Regions from separate parts of the Mus musculus genome. Here all the other regions are linked to region 1. The links are chromatin contacts, called in public Hi-C and promoter capture Hi-C maps. All regions are on one chromosome and are shown on one strand. Each heading gives the region's core, a stretch centred on a gene start, on an enhancer-like site or on the middle of the called end of the contact. The rest is flanking DNA. Distances are from core to core; before and after follow the strand shown.

The links. Promoter capture Hi-C pulls out the DNA fragments that hold promoters and counts their contacts. Hi-C and Micro-C count contacts between places; a contact is called where the count stands out from the background.
Region 2: a Hi-C map of B cells shows a contact between it and region 1, with 10 read pairs. The contact joins the promoter of Ehmt2 here to the promoter of H2-Eb2 in region 1.
Region 3: a promoter capture Hi-C map of stem cell-derived epiblast-like cells shows a contact between it and region 1, with 4 times the contacts expected there. The contact joins the promoter of D17H6S53E here to the promoter of H2-Eb2 in region 1. A contact is called at or near these places in 1 of 39 promoter capture datasets (stem cell-derived epiblast-like cells) and 1 of 9 other capture datasets (pancreatic islet).

The regions. Positions count from the first base shown.
Region 1 is chr17:34,324,242-34,326,941 of GRCm38.p6, reverse strand. H2-Eb2 (histocompatibility 2, class II antigen E beta2) reads right to left here and starts at 1,267. Exons shown (of 5, transcript NM_001033978.3): 1 at 1,151-1,267. The coding sequence starts at 1,250.
Region 2 is chr17:34,897,699-34,900,477 of GRCm38.p6, reverse strand. Ehmt2 (euchromatic histone lysine N-methyltransferase 2) reads right to left here and starts at 1,508. Exons shown (of 27, transcript NM_145830.3): 1 at 1,225-1,508; 2 at 912-1,118; 3 at 562-818. The coding sequence starts at 1,504.
Region 3 is chr17:35,125,069-35,127,768 of GRCm38.p6, reverse strand. D17H6S53E (DNA segment, Chr 17, human D6S53E) reads right to left here and starts at 1,367. Exons shown (of 3, transcript NM_033477.2): 1 at 1,319-1,367; 2 at 984-1,126; 3 at 1-847. The coding sequence starts at 654. Gm20522 (predicted gene 20522) reads left to right here and starts at 1,426. Exons shown (of 3, transcript NR_168268.1): 1 at 1,426-1,611; 2 at 2,454-2,536.

The sequences.
Region 1 (2,700 bases), core at 18-2,517:
GATGTCCCACCCTATTCTCTCTTCTGCCCAGCCATTGCATGATCAGTATTTATTGACAAGGCATAAAAGAAACGATAAGAATTATTTACACAAACATGAGAGAGGAGGTTCTTGGTATGACCATTACATGGCCATGTCTGGATTGAAACAAGATATGAGGGCAAAATATCAGCACTTGAATTAGACAAGGATGACCTTTACACAGTGCATGGAAAGGGCAGAGAGATGTAGTGAGGACCAACAAGCCCACACAGATAATTGAGACGAGAAGGTGAGCAATGGAACCTTCAAAGCTTGGGGAAGTCGCACAACACCAGACACTTTATTTCCTGACTGTCTTCTAACCCCAGGAGACATTAGCAGCCTTCACGCTGTCTGGCCCCAACCCCCAGGCTCTGGGTACTCAGTTTGAACCACATGTAACTGTTGATTCTGACATATTTTCTATATGAAAATAGAACTTCACATCTGAAACCAGGTGGATCCTCTCCTTCACCCTCAGGCAGAAATGCAGTTGATGCTTGAGACACAGTGCACTGTTTCAGAAGAACTGTTAAGTTTCAGGTACCAAGAGTATATTATCTGTATTCCTTGTCTAGGAGGCAGATTCAAATATTAAGTCCCAGGGTCCGCTCTAGGGTGCCATCAACAGCAGAGAGAGAACCCTGACTACTTCCCCTGACAGCATCCCAGCACGGGGATGGAGGTTTCAAAAACTCTGGGATTCAGGGAGACGAGATCAGGCCACAGATCCCAGTAAGGGCACAGCACAGTCTTTAGGACAGGGCCCCCCAACTCCCCTTAATTGCTCATGAAATCTTCAGGGAAATTTTCCAACTTAACATTTCAGACAGGTGCTATACAGGTCCTTATTTAAGTGCCCTGTCGTTTTCATGTAGGAAATGTGATGTCAGTGTTGACCGGACACATGAGGAGGGAAGGAATATGACCCATGTGTCAATTCCATTCATGGGTCTCAAAAGAACATCTAAGACACTTTTATATGGAAATAATATGAGATTCGTATGATTAAGAGAGGTGATCAAAGAAAAACTGAGAAGTTTTTTTAAAACCAATTGTAGACAAAATGAAGCTAGCCCCTTTGTTCCCAACCCCTAGCAACTCAGAACATGAGAGGTGGTGCACTTACGTCGTGGGTCCCTGACTAAAATCACCGGAGGGGTCAGCATCATCAGACTCAGGATCACAGCTGCCACACAGAGGCCTCTGGGGAGCCACAGAGACACCATGCTTGAGGAGAGGAGAGGTTGGTTGCTAGAGAGGCAGGCCAACCTGGCTGACTGGCAAGGGTGAGAGACTCCACCCACTGGTGCTGGGTTGGGCACCTTCAGTGCTGAAGAACCAATCAGCAGCCAAGAGCACCAGCAGCATCAGTTGCTGGTCAGAGGCGCAGAGTGAAGGTCTTTCTGAAATTTCCAGTTTCCTTTGTTAAGCAGACAGACTGCTTCAGCTCAGAGCCTAGAAGCTTTGATCAGTGTGGCTCTGCAGCAGTTGCATGGACGCTGTACTGAGCCACCAACTCTGATTGATGGCAGCCTTGACACCATCAGTCTGCCTCAGGCTAACTGAACCTGTGAGAGTCCAGTCCCAGTTGGGGTTCCTCCTATGACTTCCCCATCTGCTGAGGGAAATCCTCTAACATTTACTTGCCTTCTGCTTTATCCTAAGAAAGGTCATAAGAACTCTTTGCTAATGTGTGCATATAAGGTTAGAACGAAGACAATCACTGAACATAAAGTGTGAATTACAGTATAAAATACAATCATAGTATTTGTGAAATGTGAACCGTGTGCTGCATGATGATTACACATTATGTTAAGTAACGGTGACGACCTAGATCAAGAATGTGCTTTGAGTGACAGTTCAGAATAGGAACTCCAAGATTAATCCACTGTTCTGATGGTCCCTCTTTATCTATCTTGGTAGTTCTTGAAGTAGGATTTGCCACCCTGCAATAAATGTCACTACAATTCATTGAGTGAGTTTTTAGGTGCCCAAATCTGTACTCAGAGCTATTCCTGGTGCTATCTCTTAAAACTTTTGTTAAAAAGAAAACTTCATAGAATACACTTTGATTATGTTTTCCCTCAGTTCCTCCCGCCATTCCTCATCACCCAACTTTATGATATCTCTCTCTCTCTCTCTCTCTCTCTCTCTCTCTCTCTCTCTCTCTCTCTCTCTCTCTCTCTCTCTCTTTCTCTCTCTTTCTCTCTCTCTCTCTCTCTTTCTCTCTCTTTCTCTCTCTCTCTCCCTCTCTCCTCCCATCTCTGTGTACCAAATAAATCAGAACAGAAAACAAGTATTACACATATACAACCCCCTATTAAATGAAAATAAGAATAAAATAAAATAAAAATAAAAATGAATGTTGAACATTTTAAACTGTTTCTCTGATATATTTCACCTTTGAAAACACTCTGCTGAGATCTATTTTGTTTTCTTATTTTCCTGATGTTTTGGCTTTACCTTTTTAGCTCTTCATATATATTAGATACCCTCTATCATACATATAATTTGTAAAAATATTTTCCAATTCTCTAGGCTGCCACTTTCCCCATATGGTAGTGTCCTTTGCAGTATAGAATATTTTCATTTTCTTTTTTTAAAGATCTATTTATTATTATATGTAAGTACACTATAGCTGTCTTTAGACACACCAGAAGAGGGTGTCAGATCTCA
Region 2 (2,779 bases), core at 259-2,758, 570 kb before region 1:
ACACACACACACACACACGCCTCCGCCCACATTCTGTCATTATGTGGCCTTCCCAGGGAAGAGTTCCCAGTAAAAACTTTATCTGGTTTGAGACTGGTCTCAAAGTAGGGATTTGAAAAACAAACAAACAAACAAACAAACAAACGAACAAACCAACCTCCCTAAGCATTTGTTCAGAGGCAAAAAACAAAACAAAAAAAACACAAACTTGGGAAGGCTGATCCTGCCCAGTCATTTGTGTAATTAGGACAATAACTATATAATTAATTCTACATCTGTCAGTCTCCTCTGCTGACCACCCCTCCCCAAAGAACACAAACTCCAGGAAGCCGACAATTACTCTGCTCACAGAGGCCCAGCCCAACAGCTGACACTTGGTAGCCTATTGGTAAATTCGAAAAAAAAAATCTGAATACAAGAGGTCTAAGGCTAAATCCCGGAAGAAGGAAAAAAAAAAAAAAAAAAACCCAAAAGAACAAACCACCAACAAAAACAAAACAAAACAAAAAATCCGACCCAGAGACTCCCCAAGTCTCTCCACCCCAACTTCCACACTCTCACCTGTCCGTTGCTAGGTTTGGACATGGTTTTCCGGGCTCGGTGCACTTTGGGCTGCCCCTCCTGGGCGGCAGTTGTTGCCGGAGAGGGTTCAGGCCCAGCAGTTGCAGCTCCCTGGGCCCCGGGCATGCTCAACAGCCTCATGGCCAAACTCTGGACCGAGGGGGGCGACTTTCCTGCCCCTGTCATTGACATTTTGGCCCGACTGGGACAGGCACCCCCCTTGCTGGGGGAAGAGGGGAACGACTTTGTGGCATGGCCTAGAAAAGAGGCAGGCAGAAAGGGGGTGCAGGGTGAGCAGGCATGCAGAAAGCCCCTCTGCGCCCCGTCTCCCTCACTCCCCAGTCTCTCACCCAGCACGATGCGACCCCCATCTCCCTCCAGGCTCTCGGGTTCGTCCCCGATGAGTGATGCGGCCCCGACAGGGGTGTCAGCCCCCTCATCGCCGACGGTGACAGTGACAGAGGCCGGAGAGGAGGGGCCGGCAGGCTCCAAGGAGTCGGGGTTGGCCTTGGGAAGGGTCTCCTCACTCTGAGGGGTGTCCCCCAAAGAGCTATGAACTGTCGGGAGGGGAAAAGAAAAAGTTCAGGGCTGAAAGCTCCCGGGATCCCGTGTTGGGGGTGGGGAGGGTGGAGGTCCGGTCGGGCCTGCTCCTGCTGCACTCACCTCTCTCGGCGGCTCCTCGGGGCTCCTTCTCCAGCAGCAGCGCCCCCATCTCAGCGGGGGCCTCCCCCTGGGAGGGGAGACAAGGAACCGGGGGGCCGGTCAGCCCGGCAGGCAGCTGGGGGGCCCAAGACGCCTGGGCCCTGGGCAGCGAGAGCAGGCTTCGGGGCCTACCTCGCCCTCGGTGGGCGCCCCCCCGACCGCGGCCGCGGCCGCCCGTGGGGGCCGCACGCCCCCGCCCCCGGGCCCGCATCAGCCCCCTCCCTCTCGGCAGACCCCGCATCTCTGGGGCCGGGAGCAGAGGAGGGGGAGGGGGCGGGGCCTCCGCGCCCCGGCCCCGCCCCCTCCTCCCGGCTGCACGCGCCGCTCCCCCTTTGTCCCCCAGGCCGCGGGGACCCCGGCCACCAACCCCTGCAACGCCCGCTGCGCCCCAGCCCGGCGGACGGCCCCTCGCGCCCCTCGCGCGGGCTCCCGGGGTCGCGGTGCCCACCGCCCACGCAGGGGCAGCGGGCGGCGGCACGTGCGACTCGGCGCCCACTCCCCCCACCTCCCACCCCCTGGTCCCCTCATCCGCCCCCGGTGTTGGCCCCCTGGTTTGCTGTAAGTTCGGCTCGGGCCCCCCGGCCCCGTTGCACCCCCGGAGCATTGCACGAGCGCGCGCTTCCCCCGGGCGCGCGCGCGGGCATGCACCCGCCTCTCCCCCTCCCCTTCCGCACCTCGGCGGCCGCCGCCGCAGCAGCTCCCGCCGCCGCCGCCATCGCCGCTTGCGCGGGGGGCCGAGCCGGCGCGCGGCCGCCCCGGGTCACGTGGACAAGGAGGGAGGGCGAGAAGACGCCTTAAAGGAGCCGCTGCGGGCCTCTTGGCCATTTTTGCCCCCCAGAATGGCCCTGGAGGTCCAGAACTGGGGCCTGTAGGGGAGAGGGCGTTCGCTCCTAGCCTGGGCTCCGCCGGGAGCAAGGGTGAGGCTCGACTGGGCTGTGGCTTCCCTGTCCCCGCCCGGTTTTGGGAACACGTGTAGCCTGAGCCTTTGCAGCTGCCGCGTGTGCCTTTCCCGTTCTGAGCCGCCAGATAGAAGGCTGGGACTATATCAGTTTTGAACTTTAGTGCACAAGAAGGGGCGACAGAGACTCACGGAAGACACCTTTACTTCTGGGTCAGTGTGCTTTTGGAAATCTGGGGGAAGTGTCTTCGGTTGCACTAGATATGTCAACTGAATGCAGCGGAGACCTCAATCTATTGACAGTAACTATTTCTGCCCAAATACTTCTCCATGGAGGGGGGGGGTCATGGTCCAGCAGACAGCTTAAGTATGATGGTAGACACAGCAAGTATACAACCCTGAACACTATCGAGGGCACCATCCCCCTCCAGGCATTAAGTCCTAGCCAAAGCTTGAAAATGCCTGTATGGTTGCTCACACAATATTGGACAGACAGGTACTTATGTTACTGGGCCCAAGGCCAATTCGGCATCTTATGGGAACTGTAGTCCTCTTTGGATTAAAAACTTTTCAGAGCTTTCTGGGAATTGTAGTCTTCTAGGTAATCAACTATAAGTT
Region 3 (2,700 bases), core at 118-2,617, 800 kb before region 1:
AAGCCAGAGGCCCACAGGTCCTCGAAGGCCCAAAGCATCCAAGATGGCTCGGAGTGGCCTGGAGCACAGAGCCAGCAGGGCTGTGGCAAGCAGCTCCAGCAGGTGCAGGGTCAAGTTGGTAGAGATCTGCAGGTACTCCTCTGGGTCCTGCAGGTAATGTGAAGGAGCCCCTGGTTCCCCCCGTAACCAACGCAGCAGCTTCTGACGGCGACCAGGTTTCTCCAACAGGGCTTCTGGCCCAATGGTGCCTAGTCTCCCTTGAGCGGACACTCCAAGGTTCTTCACGCCACCTGAATCCACAGGATCCCAGTCTAGTTTGGGAATGGCCCCTCCAGACTCCAGTCTTGCAGGCTCTTGAATGGTAGAGGCAGTCTTGTCCCGCTTGAGGGAATCCATTCTTTTGCTCCCCAGTTGATCCACTTTGAGGTCCCTGCTAGACTCTGGAGCAGCCCCGGGGGGTCTCCGTGTTCCTGAATCCTTGGTCTTAAGGGGCCCCACATCTCCCATGGTCTCTGGAGCACTGTCCCAGTCACTCCCCGAATTCTCCGGGGAGCTGTCCACCCATCTGGGTTCTGGGGCAGGCAAATCAGCCTTTGTTGATTTCTTTCGACCCCAAGGTCGAGGTAGCCAGCCACCAAGCCGTCGAAGGAACATGACTGAGCTGTGCAATGCGCTTCCCAAATCTGTGACCACTTCCTGACTCTGCGTAAGATTCTCAGGATCTCCTCCGAAGCCAGAATCAGTTCCGGTTCAGAAGAGGTGTCTGCTTGGTGATATTGTCCTACTCTGAATTCAGAAAGGACTCACACAGCCCCAAGTGTGGTAAATGGCCTGCTTCCGTGTCAGTCTAAGGGAAAAGAAATCCATTTGCCACCCCACACACTAACAAGACTTCTAGAGCCCGATAAGGCCAGGGTCACCCCCACAATGTTCTGTGCTTTCAGATTTCCTTCCCAGCAGTCAGCACCCCAAGTTTCACTCACCAAGACCACATCCCAAGGTGCCCCAGAAAGGGGAGAGGTGGTGTTCCATTGAAGGAAAGAAGGTGGTGGCCCAGGGTCCTTCGGTCCTGAAACTGAGGAACCTTCAAATCGCTGCCCAAGGGAGCTCAAGGAACAGGAAGTCTCTGTTGAGAGGAAGACGGGATGGAAGTGTCTAGCGAACTCCAGTCAGTTAAGTGCATCCCTTAACTTAGGAAGCTATCATTCCAAAAAGTGGCCCTACTGTCCCGCGAGGGCGCAGCTGAGACGCGGCCTCCGCAAGGTCAGAACAGAGATGTCCTTGGAGATCGCAGACGCAAGACACAGTACAGGCCTACCTGGGGACCCAGGCGTCTGGGTGCTCGCGCAGCGAGTAGCTGTGGGGCCCAGCGTCCGGGGAGCGGCCTCCGGGAGCCGTGCGAGCCCGGAAGCAGCTGTACCGGGTCGGGAGGGACCAGCGGGGGCGGAGCTCCGCAACCCGTGAGGCGGACTCGACAGAGCGACCTCCTCCGAAGCCCCCGCGATTCACTAGCGCAGGCGTAGAGAGAGGACCACCTAAGACCAGACCCTGAGCACGAACCCGGGTTCGGCTGCTCACCTCCCAGACCTTCCCGCCGCTGACACTGGTTAGGTATTCTAGCCCTTAGTTTGGGATTTTTTTGTTTTGTTTTTCAATGTAACTTTAGCTATCTTGAATTAGCTCGGTAGACCAGACTGGCCTTGAACTCAAAAGAGATCTGCCCGCCTCTTGTCTCCTTGATTAAAGGCACGCTGCACCACTGCCCAGCTTTGTTTTTAAGGACAGGTCCCCTATATATGTAGCTTAGATCCATATATATATATATATATATATATATAGCTCAGGATATATATAGCTCAGGAAAGGCTTGGACATATGTTGCCCAGACTGCCTTTGAGTCGATCCTCTTGCCACTGCTTCCCTGTGTGACGATTCCAGCCTCTCTGTGGTTCTTTCTCACAACCCCCGCCATTCCTCCATTTCTCACCTGAGATATCTTGTAATGCTGGTCCAGAAAGGTAAATAACAGGAGCCACGTGATTTAAGCAGCCGCCCTTTGGCCTTCCAGACTGGGATTTGAAAGCTTTCATGTTCCTAGCACTCTGTATAAGCATCTCAAGGGATTGGGGGTGCCAAGTACGTAAGAGAAGTGTAGAAAAGCATATTGCCTGGTTTTCAGGGAGTGAAATGATCTCTTAGGACTGCCTTAAGCCTTGGAATCCTAACTCAGTAAGCAGGTATGAAGCCCTAGGTTAAGCCCCATGTAGCACTCCAGAACCAGTTTTAGCTGAGTTTGATGCCAGCCTGGTCTACACATAGTGAGAGACTGTGTCTCAAAAAACAAAAAGAAAAAAAGTTCATCTTGAACTTTTTATCTGGGAGGTCAGAGCTCTGGTCACAGCTAGAATGTCACACAGGTTGGATGACATTAGTTGTATTGGCCAATCCTGCAGGACTCTACTTCCTCTCTGGGGACTTTTAACTTCCCTACCACAAGGTATTACACTTCATCACAGCTGGCTTCCTCAAGTTCAAGGTTTGTATCAGGCAGAGCAGAGCAAAGTATCTTTGGCTTTTCTCCCAATGTCAGCAGCATCTTTTGGATGCATCTTGTCTTGGAGAGGGGCCCCACCCAGGGTCTTCCCAGTGTTAGGCAGGTGCTCTAACCAAGCTATGCCCGCCCCTCTCCAACACATAGCA